2 separate regions of the Ovis aries genome follow, and region 2 is linked to region 1. Evidence: chromatin contacts called from public Hi-C data. All regions are on one chromosome and are shown on one strand. The core of a region is the stretch at or near the end of the contact, and the rest is flanking DNA. Distances in the headings are between cores, read along the strand shown.

Evidence for each region. A called contact is a pair of places that touch in the nucleus more often than the background predicts.
Region 2: a contact with region 1 is called in a Hi-C map of liver, with 4 times the contacts expected there. The contact joins the enhancer-like site here to the promoter of S1PR1 in region 1. A contact is called at or near these places in 7 of 16 Hi-C or Micro-C datasets (blood, hypothalamus, liver and 3 more).

Annotation. Positions count from the first base shown.
Region 1 is chr1:78,584,243-78,591,570 of ARS-UI_Ramb_v3.0, forward strand. It overlaps S1PR1 (sphingosine-1-phosphate receptor 1), which reads left to right and starts at 2,936. Exons shown (of 2, transcript XM_004002241.6): 1 at 2,936-3,251; 2 at 4,923-7,328. The coding sequence starts at 5,085. The coding sequence ends at 6,233.
Region 2 is chr1:78,637,566-78,645,258 of ARS-UI_Ramb_v3.0, forward strand. No RefSeq gene overlaps it. Among named protein-coding and RNA genes, the nearest start is that of TRNAW-CCA, 19 kb to the left of the region's middle. Within about 2 kb of position 4,831, at least 16 of the 54 cell types and tissues checked have an H3K27ac peak or open chromatin away from gene starts, as enhancers often do. A contact at or near this core is called in liver, where this site is marked.

The sequences.
Region 1 (7,328 bases), core at 1,686-4,185:
TTTAGGAAAGAGAGTAGGGTTGCCAGATTCAGCAAATAAATATACCACTCACTCAGTGAAATCTGAATTGCAGATTAAAACGACATAATTATTTCAGTATATGTCTCAAATATTGCATGACATTTTATCTGGCAGCCCTTAAAGAGAGACATTAAAGCATGCATGTGGTTAGTCGCTCAGTCATATCTGACTCTTTTCAACCCCATGGACTGTAGCCCACCATGCTCCTCTGTCTATGGGGATTCTCCAGGCAAGAATACTGGAGTGGACTGCCTTGCCTTACTCCAGGGGATCTTCCCAACCCAGGGACTGAACCCAGCTCTCCCAAAGCATGCATAAAGAACAGTAAAGCTGCTTTGAAATAAGAAGTCTGGAATGGATCCACCTCAATGTGATGGGCATCAGATGGTAAGCTCAGTGTGTGGGGAAGAAGGTAGGAACACTGGGCTTATCTTCCAGGCAACAGTTGAAAGGGAGCTGGGCTAACAGCCAGGAGATAGCTTGAGGGTACAGTTCTTGGGGTCTCTTATAAGAGTGATGGGAAGAGACAAATGTGGGAACCAAACTGGCAGGGAAGCCGTTGTTGCAAATCACTGTGACCGCTTTCTAATTTTACCTGAGTGCTCACCTACATTTTATATCTCATAGCTGTGCACTAAGGATGAATATTGCTAAGTAATCATCTGCAAAGTATTTGAGCTCTTCTAAATATTGAATCAGCATTGAATGTCGTCCTCCAACAGTATTCACGAAAAAAGGACTGACTTCCCCCACATAATTCTTTGACATGGTTGAGGTTTATTGTGGTGGTTTGGAGTAGCGGTTAAGAAATCAGCAGCTTGTCTATGGTCAACGCCCACGCTAACCAAGTTGCTTAATTTGTTTGGGACTCAGTTTCCTTGCATGTAAAATTAGGATTTTAATAGCACCTAATCTAGAACTTTCCTATGGTCCAGTGGTTAAGACAGCGCTTCCAATGCAGGGGGCGTGAGTTCCATCCCTGGTTGGGAATTAAGATCCCACATGCAGCATGGCACAGCCACCTCGCCACCCCTCCCCCAACAAAACAAACAAACCCAAACCCAAACAAAAAAAACATAGTACCTAACTTGTGTAGGATCATGGTAAGTAAAAGTAAGGTAAGGATAAAATGTGTTAATATGTGTGAAGCTTGATAGTTAATAAGCGGTTTTAAAGGACTTTCATTATCAGACAGTTGTATGCATACAGAACCCCTTAACTGTTTACTGAAGGCGTTTGACATGGCATCTGTAGTATTTGAGTTTTCAAACCTAGCCCAGCAACTCGTTAGCTGGAAAATACAGTGGTTTAAACCGTGACATTTCCTTCATCAACAAAATGACCAACATTTGCTTCACAGAGCAGTAGTGTTAAATTAGATAATCTACCACGTGCCTGATACTGGGTGTACTATTTAGTTCTTTTCCCTTTAAAGAACTCATAAATTAGTGGATGGGGTGAAGTTTGCCAAGTCCACATATTATGTTGTGCTGAGCAGACACAATATATCATCCCTTTAAGAGAAATACATCCTCAAGCCCAATCAGAGTTTATTCTAGAGGACCTTTATCTTGGTTTCTATGTCTTACGAATTTACTGTTGTTGAATTTGAGGGTGTGTGCTGGGCTCAAGGCTGTTGATGAGAGCTTTTGGGGAAACTGTATTCTAACTGTCATTTGATTTTTTTTTTTTTTTTTCCTTTGCAAAGTCATAAGATCCCAGAAGCCAGGAGTTGTTGTTTATTCATTCAGCCTCCTTCTGAGTCATTCAGGTACAGGGTGTGCCTGTACTGTGTTAATTGAAACTTCACAACGGAGAAGTTTTGCGTTGACATCTGCCTGGATGGGAAGCCAGTGAGACCAGAGATCGGGTGGAAACCGTCTTGCAAAGCCTCAAGCAGAAGGGCAGGGCAGAAGGGCCCTCAGTTTACCACTTAGGCGGAGCTGACCAAGGCCGACTCTCAGTCTCACATTCTGAAGCAGCATGCAAGCGAAAGGAAACAGTGGGCGAGTTGTGAGCACTGAGGCTGGGCCTCCGAAGTAGAAAGACGTAGAAAGACAGACAAGGGCTCCGGCCCCAGGCTGCCGGTCCTAGGCTGGTCCGTGCCGGGCAGCCCTTTCTCTTTGGAAACTCCTGAGCTGCCCAAGCTATTTAAACTCGCGGGCCCCGGCAGCTGCCCACCTCCTCACAGACCTCACCACTGGCTAGAATCTGGGACACAAGGCCTGATTTTGCGCCCAGTTGAGTGAGGGGAACCCCCGCACAACACCTCGCCCCCAGCTGGCCCATTTCACTGTGCGCCCCGCGAAAGCCACTTTCTGCCCCCTCAGACCGCAAGTTTCGAGGCAGCAGAAGGATGAGGGTGAGGGAGGGAGGTGAGCTGAAGCGGTGGAACCTCCCAGGCCATTCTTCTACCCGGGCAGCATTTCTCCTCCATCCTTCTGGCAGCCCCTTCCCAGCACCCCGTCCCCAGGAACACGACCGGGACTCGCGGGGTCGCGGAGCTGGTTTCCCCCTGCCTCCGCAGAAGCGCCTGGGGTCGTGGTGGGGTGGCGGCCCGGAGCGCCCGGCCACAATCTTCGGACTCCGATCCCCCACGGGCTGCGGGGTTAAGGGGACCAGAAAGGCGCACTAGATTGCCCAGGCCGTCCTCTGTCTCCCAAGACTCTTCTTGAGAAAAGTTTCCAAAAGCGCTTCCCCTCCTTTCTTTTCTAAGGCTGGGGAGAGCTGTCTCCACCGCCAGGGAGCGGCGGATAGCAGGGCGAGGACCGTGATTTATACATTGAGTCCAGGGGGCACCAGGCTCCGCCCCCTTTCTTTCTTTCTTTTTTTTTTCCCCCTTCTTTTTTTGGTTCCCTTGGGGAGGAGGGGCTCTTTTTTGTCTGTGTGTTTCTGCTGCAGATCTTTCCTGGACAGTGAGTCTCAGCTGCACAGATCCGGCGGCCCCCAGGCGCGAGCGGAGGGGCACGGGGGTTTGAGGCACTCACTCCTCCTCATCCCTTCCTAGAGAAGCCGCTCAGCCTCAGCGGGGCGCTCGGCGACTTCAGCTGACCGGTCTGCCCGGCCACGGCAAGAGCGTTGGCCATTGGAGTGTGCGGCTGCGGAGGGAGGGGACCCCGACTCGAGTAAATTGAGAGCTCGACGCCGTCAGTCCCGGGCAGCAGCAAGATGCCGAGCGCTCAGTGCAGACCCGGAGCTCCGCGAACGCAGCTGCGTCCCGCCTGAGCCAGGTAGGGAGTGAGCGCTGGGCAGGCGCGGACCCGGGCGAGCAGGGGAGCATCGCGACCGGAGGTCTTCCGAGGCAGAAACAAAATTTTCAAACCGGAGAGAAGCAAAGCAACACTTTTAAACCATCCATCTCTGGGTGCTGAGAACAAGCATCTCTGGGCTACTCAGGCGCCCAACCGGATCGGATTGTTCTGGGCTCACTAAAAAGTTTGGAAAAGGGTTAAGTCCTCTTTGTAGAACCCTCTGGGGTTGGGGGATAGAGGAAGTTGCGGTGGGTCTGCGGAGTGGGAGGGAAGGCGCTTATTTTGGAAAATCCTATAGACAAAGACTGCGGGAGATGAGGTAAGGGCTTAAACTTGCCCTGCGAGCGAGCGAGTGTGGAATTAGGTGGGGGGAAACGCGGAGCTACTGGGCGCCGAGCAGCCTCTGCTGTCCCGGGAATTGCTGTAGTCTGGAGAATTCCACTTTTATCGCATTTGCTACCCTGAGTGTTACCCTGAAACATTTAAACAACTTACGGGTAGACTTCTGCCCACACGTGCCGTGTTTCATCCCCTCCACACTTCGTAGTTCTCTGAGACGAGGCAACGTATTGAGGGAGGGCAGTAAATAAAACTGGCTTAGCAAGGAACCTCCAGACTTCTGTTTGTATGAGTTTCTGGAGAGTAATTTTGCATTCGAAATTTGAAATGCAGTGGCGTGTATTTTTAGCGTTTGTAATTTAATTTCTCTTTTTTGTATGCGTGTTTGGGCTATATCCACAGTAACTAAAAAATACTTTTGCAATCAATGGGTGTACGAAACTTCTGGGATTTATTGCAATAGCTTATGAATGATTTTTACTGAGTACTTTTATAGTTTCTTGCACTGACTTGCGCGGAAAAAAAAAAAAAAAAGAAGAAGAAGAAGAATGAAAAGGCAGTTGCTTCACGGAGGCGCTAAAGCTTTCCTGTTTACCGCAAGGCCAGGGCGGGCTTGGCTGCCCACACTGTGCTGCGCCTTCGGACCCTAAGCACACCTGCTCCTAGAGATTATTAATAGAGCCTAAAAAGTGACTTACGCTGTCAAATGATTTTCGCGCAAATCTAACTTCTTGCATGGCAATTAGGAGGTGGTTTTAGCTGGGTAGTGCCGAGCACAGAGGTGTGCGTCTCACATTGGTGGTTTGGTCTCTTCGAAGGTGTGACTAGGAGCTAGTGGTGAGCCCGCCGCGAAGCTGGTGAAGGCTTTAGTTTTTCAACTGGAGCTGGAAATCTGGTGGAGGTGGGGACAGCGTTGGGAGAGGCGGAGGGGTGTGTGTGTGTGTGTGTGTGTGTGTGTTGAGGACGTAGGAGTGGAATTAAATGGGGCTCACACCTCCAGTTTTCCCATTTCCATTTGGGTATATGTAACCATAGGGGACGTTTTCGTCTTGTCGTCGAGTCGGAGTTTTCATCTTGGGTAATTTTTCTTTTTTCCCTTTCTTTCTCTCTCTCACCCTTCTTCCTTTTTCCCCCCAAGAAATGAGAGTTTGATGTTTTTTTTTTTTTTTTAAATCCTTCCCCCCTGCGCTCTCCCCAAGTTTCCTTAAAACAAATCAACAAGAAAATTGGAGCAATGCCTTCGCTAGAATGAATTATGCCAATGTGCTGTGGCTTTTTCCCTGACTCTCTGCTCTTTGTGATTTGTTTAAGGCTGTGGTTTCCGAGGCCCTCTCCAGCTTAAGAAAACCTTCACAAAAAAAGCCTGGATCTCTCTCCTTGAACCACCCCGGCTGCCTGTGAAGGCTCGCTCCGCTTCGCCCTCTAGCGTTCATCTGCAGAAGCGCCGCCCCGGGTGTCGGGACCGTGCGCATCATGGGGTCCACCCGCATCCCCCTGGTCAAGGCCCTGCACAGCCCTGTCTCCGACTATGTCAACTACGACATCATTGTCCGGCATTATAACTACACGGGAAAGCTGAAGATCAGCGCGGACAAGGACAATGGCATTAAACTGATCTCAGTGGTGTTCATTCTTATCTGCTGCTTTATCATCCTAGAGAACATCTTTGTTTTGCTGACCATCTGGAAAACCAAGAAGTTCCACCGACCCATGTACTATTTTATCGGCAACCTGGCCCTCTCAGACCTGTTGGCGGGAGTGGCCTACACAGCCAACCTGCTCTTGTCTGGGGCCACCACCTACAAGCTAACCCCCGCCCAGTGGTTTCTGCGGGAAGGGAGTATGTTTGTGGCCCTCTCGGCCTCCGTGTTCAGCCTCCTGGCCATCGCCATTGAGCGCTACATCACTATGCTGAAGATGAAGCTCCACAATGGGAGCAACCGGTTCCGCTCCTTCCTGCTCATCAGTGCCTGCTGGGTCATCTCCCTCGTCCTGGGGGGCCTGCCCATCATGGGCTGGAACTGCATCAGCACGCTGCCCAGCTGCTCCACCGTGCTGCCGCTCTACCACAAGCACTATATCCTCTTTTGCACCACGGTCTTCACTCTGCTCCTGCTCGCCATTGTCGTCCTGTACTGCAGGATCTACTCCCTGGTCAGGACTCGCAGCCGCCGTCTGACCTTCCGCAAGAACATTTCCAAGGCCAGCCGCAGCTCGGAGAAGTCGCTGGCGCTGCTCAAGACTGTGATTATTGTCCTGGGCGTCTTCATCGCCTGCTGGGCGCCACTCTTCATCCTGCTCCTGCTCGACGTGGGCTGCAAGGTGAAGACCTGTGACATCCTGTTCAGAACGGAGTACTTCCTGGTGTTGGCTGTGCTCAACTCCGGCACCAACCCCATCATTTACACTTTGTCCAACAAGGAGATGCGCCGGGCCTTCGTCCGAATCATGTCCTGCTGCAAGTGCCCCAGCAGAGACTCCGCGGGTAAATTCACACGGCCCATCATCGCGGGCATGGAATTCAGCCGCAGTAAGTCAGACAACTCCTCCCACCCCCAGAAGGACGATGGGGACAACCCAGAGACCATTATGTCTTCTGGAAACGTCAACTCTTCTTCCTAAAAGGGGAAACTGCTGACCCATGGGGAGTGTTCTTGCGTGGTCACCCACCACCCCAGTGTTTGGGGAGAAAAAATAAAAACCAGCCAAGCCTCTGTGCCTCCACTGCTGCCGGGGAGGAGCTGTCGGAAGCCAGAGGGAGGGTGAAGGAGCACAGAACAGCCTGGTAGTGCCTGGTGTTGGTGGGTAGACTTAGTTCCTGTGAACAATGCACTGGGAAGGGTGGAGATCGGGTCCTCGCCTGGAATCTATTTCCTCCCCTTGCCGGAGCTTTGATTTTGCACTGAGCCAAAGGTCTAGCATTGTCAAGCTCCTGAAGCGTTCGTTTGGCCCCACCTCAAAGACTAATGTCCCCGTGTGAAAGCGTCTCTGACGGGAGCTTTGAGATGTTTTCTTTCACTTTAGTCTCCAACGCAAGTGAGTGTGCGCACTTCTGCTTCGCTGGGTATGCTCTACATACCTACTATGCTGGGCACCCTCCCTTCCCCTTCACACCCTCCTCAGAATACCTTTACTTAATGTTTTGACTACCTGGCATTCAGAGCTGGGGGTGTGGCACGGTCCAATCTTGAGCATGTGTAGCAGGTAGGCTGCATCCAGCAGGCAGACTGTGGTGGAGATGGTTTGGAGCTGGAAAGCAAGTTTATTTGCTGAGGCCAAAGTTTCCATGTAAGCTGGATGAGTGTTTTTGAATTTAATTGCAGTCACTTTAAAAAAAAAACAAAAAAACACCTTTGCAATGAAATGTGTTGCAGTATCATATCCATCGAGGCTGAAATCTGCATAAGGAAGTCCCATTTATTTAAATGACATCAGCCAGTATCCTTAGTGTCACAGGAGAAACGAACAAGCAAAAGAAGGTGAAAACTGACTAGGGGTTGGGGGGTGACTTTGTAAACCAAGAGAGTTTTTTTTTTTAACGAGTTTATCTAACAATACAACATCTATCATTGGCACTTTTGTTGATGTTTCTTTCAGAGTGTTGTAGGAACCATTTCAAGCAACAGGATGGCTGTGTTTTGTTGTGTTAAAAGTACTTTGTGTAATCTTTGAATGTATTTGTTTCAGTATTTTATTGGATTTTCCTAACCTGTGTTA
Region 2 (7,693 bases), core at 3,581-6,080, 55 kb after region 1:
AGGGATGGCAGGAGATGCTGAGCATGTAGGATGGATTAGGGAGATGTTCTAGAAGGCTGTAGCGGCACAAGAGGTGACAATTGCCTAAGAGTCTGAGAGTTGGGCAAGGAAAATAAGGAAATGGAATGGAGACAGGGCTTCCAACAAAACTAGGTGCTCAGTGTGGATACCTCACAGGAAGAGGGGTTTTATTTCGCAAAGAGGTAGTGTGACGTGTTTAACAAAGGTGGTTCCTACAGAGAAAGTTCCCTGGGTGCTCTGAAAGTGGCCGCACAACTCAGGAGGACTTCTTTTCTTTAGTCATCAGAAGTATTCATAACTCTGAAAGCCTTTAAAGCAAGGAATGGCTCCTGGCAGCCGGGGGAATGGTGATGGGTTTGGCAGGCTGGTGAGGAAGCTGTTACTGTACCCAGCCCCTAGTTCTATGCCCCCGGACCGTGGTGGCTGTGGACGGCAAGGATTCAAGAGTTGAAGAGACCTGGCTCCTCTCCCTCACCCAAGGGCAGGCAGGGTGGGTGAGGGCCATATCTTCTCCGTGGTCTCTGTTAGTCTCTGATAAGCAAAACCTTCAGTGGGAAGAAATCATTCCCCTCTTTTTACTGACTCAGAGAGAGTGGAATGTCTGTCTTGTTCCCACTTCCAGAAGGCTAAGATTTATGACAATCAGCAAATTGCCTCCTATCAGAAGACATGATGTAAAAGGATTAACTGCCTAGCAGGTGTTTTAGTCTGATGCTGGTTCTAGAAAGACATGAATAGGAGTATGCCCTTTTTATGTTATCCTCATGCTCCATGAAGATTAACTTTTTCATCCTCATTGCCTGCTTGTGATGATTGTTATCCTCTTCTTTCAGCCTAGGAATCAAGACAAAGTGGGGCATGAGGGGCCTTGCCCAAGGCTACGCAGCTGGTAGAGGCAGAAATCAGGGCTCTGCTGACCAGCTCACCGGCAGGCTTCCTCTCTCAGGGAGGGAGATGCCCTGGGCCACTGTCAAGATAGCTGGCATTGACTAAAGAGAGCTGCTCGAAGCCCCAGCCCCAAACCTCAGGAAGACAAAAATCCTGCAAAACAGACTGATTGTGGGTCCAATCAATGAGAATGTGTATCTCTTATCAATGAGATAAGGCAGAGAGCAGCTGGGTTGATGGAGAAGGAAATGGCAACCCACTCCAGTGTTCTTGCCTGGAGAATCCCAGGGACAGGGGAGTCTGGTGGGCTGCCATCTATGGGGTCACACAGAGTCTGACACAACTTAGCAGCAGCAGCTGGATTGAAGATCACCTTCCAGAGCTCTCTGACAGCCACAAAACAACGGTCCAATGAATGGTGCTGATGACCTCGTAAGGGAATGCTTAAGCAACTTGTATATGAATGCAGAAATGGTTGCAAAGAATTGCAATGATTTTCACACTATTGTTTTATATCTGTGCAGTGCTCTTCAACTCTGAAAGCACCCTCACATGTACGATGATCTTTTCATGATAGTTTTTTGAAGGCAGGAGGTTGGGATCCCTGCTAAAATGTCTCTTAAATACACAATGACTCCACACCCGCAATCAAACTTATCTCCCCAGTTATCTTGAGCTTTCCCTGTGCTCGAGCTCAGTTGATCAATTGTGTCTGACTCTTTGTGACCCCCTATCAGGCTCCTCTGTCCATGGGATTACCCCAGCAAGATTACTGGAGTGGGTAGCCATGCCCTCCTCCAAGGGATCTTTCCGACCCAGGGATTGAACCTGTGTCTCCTGTAGGTAGATATTCTGTGCTGAATTGTGTTTCTCCACAAAATTTATACTGAAACTAACTTCAGCACCTCAGACTGCGACTATATTTGCAGATAGGGTCTTTCAAGGTGTGATTAAGTTAAGATGAGGCTCTTAGGGTTGGTCTTAATCCAATCTGATTAGTGTTCTTCTAAGAGGAAATTTGGACACAGGAAGAGACACCAAAGGTCAGCACATGGAGGGAAGTCCATCTGCAAATCAAAGAGAGATGCCTCAGAAGAAACCGAATCAGTTGTCACCTTGGTCTTGGACTTCCAGCTTCCAGAATTGAGAAGATTAACTTCTGTTGTTTAAGTTACTATGGCATTCTAGCAAATTATTATGGCACGCTATTTTGAAACATCCCTAAACATTTCAGAAGTACTTATTTTCCAAACCAGAAAATATCTATATTAATCAGAAAACTTTCATATTGTCTCATCAATAACATGAGAAATGGCTCACACTGAGCCTTTACCATGTGCCAGGCACTGTTGTAAATGTTCTATTTCATTTCATCCTCATGAAAGCCCTTCAAAGAAATAAGTAAGGGGGACTTACCTGGTGGTCCAGTGGTTAAGATTCCACATTCCCAATGCAGGGGATGCTCAGGGATCTAGATCCTACCTGCCACAATTAAAAGATGCCTTGTGCTACAACCTGGTGGCTCAGAGGGTAAAGCATCTGCCTGCAATGCAGGAGACCTTGGTTCGATCCCTGGATCAGGAAGATCCCCTGGAGAAGGAAATGGCAACCTACTCCAGTACTCTTGCCTGGAAAATCCCATAGACAGAGAAGCCTGGTAGACTCCAGTCCATGGGATCGAAAAAAGTTGGACACAACTAAGCTTTACTTACTTTGTGCTGCAACTAAGACTTGGCAGCCAAATAAATACATAGTAAAAAGAGGAAGACAAAAGTGAGGGAGGAGGAGCAGTTCTTCCTTACAGTAGAATTTCAGTTAATGCATGTAGAAGGAATATGGAAAACAGAAGACAGCTGTTGAGCAAACACCACAGTAATAATCATTGCAGGTAAGAGCTGTTGACAGTCACATAATTAGTGGGTGAAAGTATGGTCAGAAATGAGATATTGGCAGGGTCTCAAAGTATCTACCCCAATTTTTTTTTTAATTACAAAAAGGGAAAAATAGTAACTTTACAGTGGAGACATCCCCCCCAACACTACTTTATTCAAGTAATAGAAGTTAACCTCCCCAGTAATAATAGAACAACACCATATATTCCCACATATGATGTACTGAGGACACAATATCATATCCTTGCCTGAAAGTGCATCCTTTCCATTTACTTATGAGAAAACGTGAGACACATGTTGTGAATAACTGCCCTGGACTTTCCAGAAGCATCTTGGATTGGAGGTGATGAAGAAGACATGGTACCTAGTTGCAATGTGAAATTCTAGATTGGATCCTGGGCCAGAATATCGAAAATAGTGGGGGAACTGGTGAAATACAAATGAAGCTGTAGCTTTAGTTAATGCTGTTGTATAATACCAATGTCAGTTTCCTAGTTTTGATAACTGAACCACATTTATGTAAGATGTAGTTAGCTACCACCAGGAAGCTGGGTATAGAGAATCTTTCTACAATTTTTTCCATTTTTTAAAGTCATTTCAAGTTCAATTCAGTCGCTCAGTCATGTCTGACTCTTTGCAACCCCACAGACAGCAGCACTACAGGCTTCTCTGTCCATCACCAACTCCTGGAGTTTGCTCAAACTCGTGTCTATCGAGTCAGGGATGCCATTCAACCGTCTCATCCTCTGTTGTCCCCTCCTTCTTGTCTTCAATCTTCCCCAGCATCAGAGTCTTTTCCAATGAGTCAGTTCTTTGCATCAGGTGGCCAAAGTATTGGAGCTTCAGCTTCAGCATCAGTCTTTTCAATGAATATTCAGGACTGATTTCCTTTAGGATTGACTGGTTGGATCTCCTTGCAGTCCAAGGGACTCTTGAGAATCTTCTCCAACACCACAGTTCAAAAGCACCAGCTCAGCTTTCTTTATGGTCCAACTCTCACATACATACATGGCTACTGGAAAAACCATAGCTTTGCCTAGACAGACCTTTGTCGGTAATGTCTCTGCTTTTTAATATGCTATCTAGGGTTATCATAGATTTTCTTCCGGAGCAAATGTCTTTAAGTAAAATATTAATAAAAACAAATATTCTGAAGCAGGTGCTATCATTATTATTAGCAGGTGAAGTAACTCACTCAGGGTTACCCAGCTTGTTCAGGCTGAGGCAAATATGTGTATCCAGGTTGTCTGAGTCTTGAGGTTATGAAGAATTCCATGATACATCCCCTTAGTACCTGGAGGAGACAATGAAGTTTTAGCTCAGCTTTAATTTTTCATATATTTCTGGACTTCCCTAGTGGCATGGTAGACAAGAATCTGCCTGTCAATGTAGGGGACACCAGTTTGATCCCTGGTCTGGGAAGATTCCACATGTCATGGAGCAACCAAGACCAAGTACCACAACTACTGAGCCCAAGTCTAAGCCTGTGCTCCGTGACGAGAGAAGCCACCGCACTAAGAACCCCATGCGCTGCAATGAAGAGTGGCCCCCGTTCACCACAACTAGAGAGAGCTTTTGCAAAACAACAAACAAACAAACAAACAAACAAAAAAACACAAAAAACACAATGGAGACCGAGCTTAGCCAAAAATGAATAAAAAGAAGACAGCAAAAAATATTTCTTTCATGATATTCTCAAAAAGGCTTTTTTTTAAACCACCCTATCTCCTATTAGTCTTCATTAAGGAAGCATAGTTTTTGAGTTGGAAGAAATCAAAAGCTGGGTAGGGCATTGTACAGGGTACCGTTACACACCCACACACACTCACTAAGTAACAGACCTCTTTGCTTCCTTCAGAGAATTTACAAATAGCAGAGACATGAAAACTAATGGAGCAGAAAATAAGCTCGAACTAAGTAGTATAGAGTGTGTGAGTCTTGGGAGGTCAGAGGGGGAAATACGCTTCTGTCTGCTGGACTGAGGAAGGAAGAGGTGACAATGAATCTGGGCCCTCAAGAATGAGAAGGATTGCAAAACAGTGCACATGCCGCGGAGGGAGGAGTCGGTGCGGAGGAATGACTCGAGAAAAGCCAGCTGGAGGTGGGAAAGCCCAAGGACTTCCCCAGGAGCTCAGCAGTAAAGAATCTGCCCTCCAGTGCAGGAGACGTAGGAGAGCCAGGTGTGATCCCTGGGCGGGAAGATCCACTGAGAAGGACATGGCAGCCCACTCCAGTATTCTTGCCTGGAGAATCCCATGAACAGAGGATCCTGGCGGGCTACAGTGCAGGGGGTCGCAAAGGTTTGAACAGGGCTAAGCATTTGAGCAGGAGCAAGCAGGGATCTTAATCTCCTGCCTTTAGAGACCATGCAAATGCATGGATAAGCCCCGAATAAGACAGAGAATGGTGAGTGTTCTGGGAAGGGCTGCTCCACCTAAAGGCATTTTGGATTAAAACACAATAACAAAAGCAAACACTGCTCTAGGCAAACACATCTCTGCTGACCAGATTCCACCCACGGGCAGTTGATTTGAGCCTGCTTTCTGATGTAAGCGAAAGCGTTCCTGGCTACTGCGATAGAGGACATAACCCATCAAGAGACAGGGGAATTATTTGTACTAATAATTCTGTCTGTTCTTCAAAGCTGTGTGTAGCCAGGTGGGTCAATTGTGGGATGCTCAGGGTTTCACTTACCAAGTGCTAGGCTGTGGTTTCACTGTTGTTAGGACACTACTGCCACCTAGTGGCCACTGGGGCTGTGCCAGCACCGACAAAAAGCAACAGGTTTGCTTTCTTCTTCCAGATGTTTGTCCTGTGACTCATGCTAAAAAATATCCAGATAAGCTCATAATCCTTTAATAGTGTAAGCTTTCACTCATGGTGAGGGTTGTTATTGCCATATAATCAATACTGTGATAATGAGGCTTGTGATTATTTATTTGGTGTCTGGTCAGTAAGTTTTCTCTGCCACTGATGTGTGCATGGTATCTCTTAGGCATAGCTGTAGAAGTTCAACAAATGTATCATCTGCTCTGTTGAAGGGATTATATTTGAGGACTCCTGAAAAAAACACTGAAGAAAGAATCAAGAGATTTATGTATATTTGGTAGTTGCCTGGCTTTGAGCCACTGGGCTTGAAAAGGTTCAGCAGTTCTCTTAACAGAATCCCGCGGTGGGGGTTGGGGTGGGGGGCATGCTTGGAGGAGTTTCAGGGGTTTGAAAGCCCTGAAGGGTATTCATTTGGGGAGGCGTTGGTTAGAGTGAGTGGAAGAGAGGGCAAGGTGAGATCCTGCCTGTTCCAACTAGAACAGCTCCACTATTAAAAATTTTTTTTAAAAAATAGGTGATCCAAGGACATTATTCAAAATCCAAGAGGTACAAAAGAATATGGAGGCAAAAGTCTCCTTACTACTCTGTCCCTATTCCCCATGTTGTAGGAAACCAAGGTCACTATTTCTTATCTATCTTTCTAAAGATGACCCACCCCTGCCCTTGTTGTCTCATCTCCTTCTTTCTTTTCCATTTTTATTATTTTTCTTCTTTTTATTCTGGCTGCACTGCACAGAATGCAGGATCTTAGTTCAGGAATCTTAGACTAGGGATGGAACCATGACTCCTGAATTGTAATCGTGGAGTCTTAACCACTGGATCTCCAGGAAGGTTCTTCACTCCCTTTCTTTCACTAACACAAATAGTAATACAGCATTCACACTGTTCCTTGGTGTTGCTTATCTATTTTATATGTTGGACTTTCATACAAAATTTCACTTATATTTCCTGAAACTGAGACTATCTATCCATAAAATATTTAGCTAGCTTATCCATACATCTTCTTTTTCACTAGGGCATTTCATGACGCTTTGAACCTGTATTTTTTATTTGCTATGAAATGAATGATTCATAGACTTGTAGCTGTGCAGAGACCAAGAAATCACTTGAACTTGCTCTTGGTGTCAGGCCTCTGAGAGACAAGAGGAAAGAGACCTCTAGGAAAGTGCCTGGTTCGGTGTTTTCAGTTCTAAGGATGTTTGACTGCTGTGACCACAGTGGTGATTCACAGTTAGCAAGGCATGGGGGGAGCAGAGCAAAGATGCTACTCAGACTCTGGGACTATCACCAGCAGTAAAAACAATCTGAAGGATTGAGGAGGGCAGAGCCGAGGGAGGACCAGTCAGAGCGGAAATCTTGCCAAGGTTAAGGTAACTGGAGATGAACTCCTCATTCCATAGATCCACCATGATAAAGTCTCTTCCTCCTTCACGTAGAATCAGATTCTCCTTAGAGAATGGCCCTCAGTCCTTATTGCGTGTGAGAATCACCTGGGCGCTTGCTTCGTGCCCACAGTCAGGGTCTACCTGCAGGGATTCTGATTTAATCTGCAGTGTGTGGGGCCTACAGTCTGGTATATTTGAAAAGCTCCCTATCTAGGATAGCAGTCCCTAACCTTCTTGGCACCAGAGACCGGTTTGCTGCTGCTGCTAAGTCACTTTAGTCGTGTCTGACTCTGTGTGACCCCATAGACGGCAGCCCACCAGGCTCCCCCGTCCCTGGGGTTCTCCAGGCAAGAATACTAGAGTGGGCTGCCATTTCCTTCTCCAACGCGTGTAAGTGAAGTTGCTCGGTCGTGTCTGACCCTCAGCGACCCCATGGACCACAGCTTTCCAGGCTCCTCCGTTTATGGGACTTTTCAGGCAAGAGTATTGGAGTGGGGTGCCACTGCCTTCTCCGAGAGACTGGTTTAGTGGAAGACAATTTTTCCACAGACTGGTGAGGTATTGGGAGGTTTGGGGATAATCCAAGTGCTTTCCATTTACTGTGCACTTTATTTCTATGACTATTGCATCAGCTCTACCTCAGACCATCAGGCATCAGATCCCGGAAACTGGGGACCC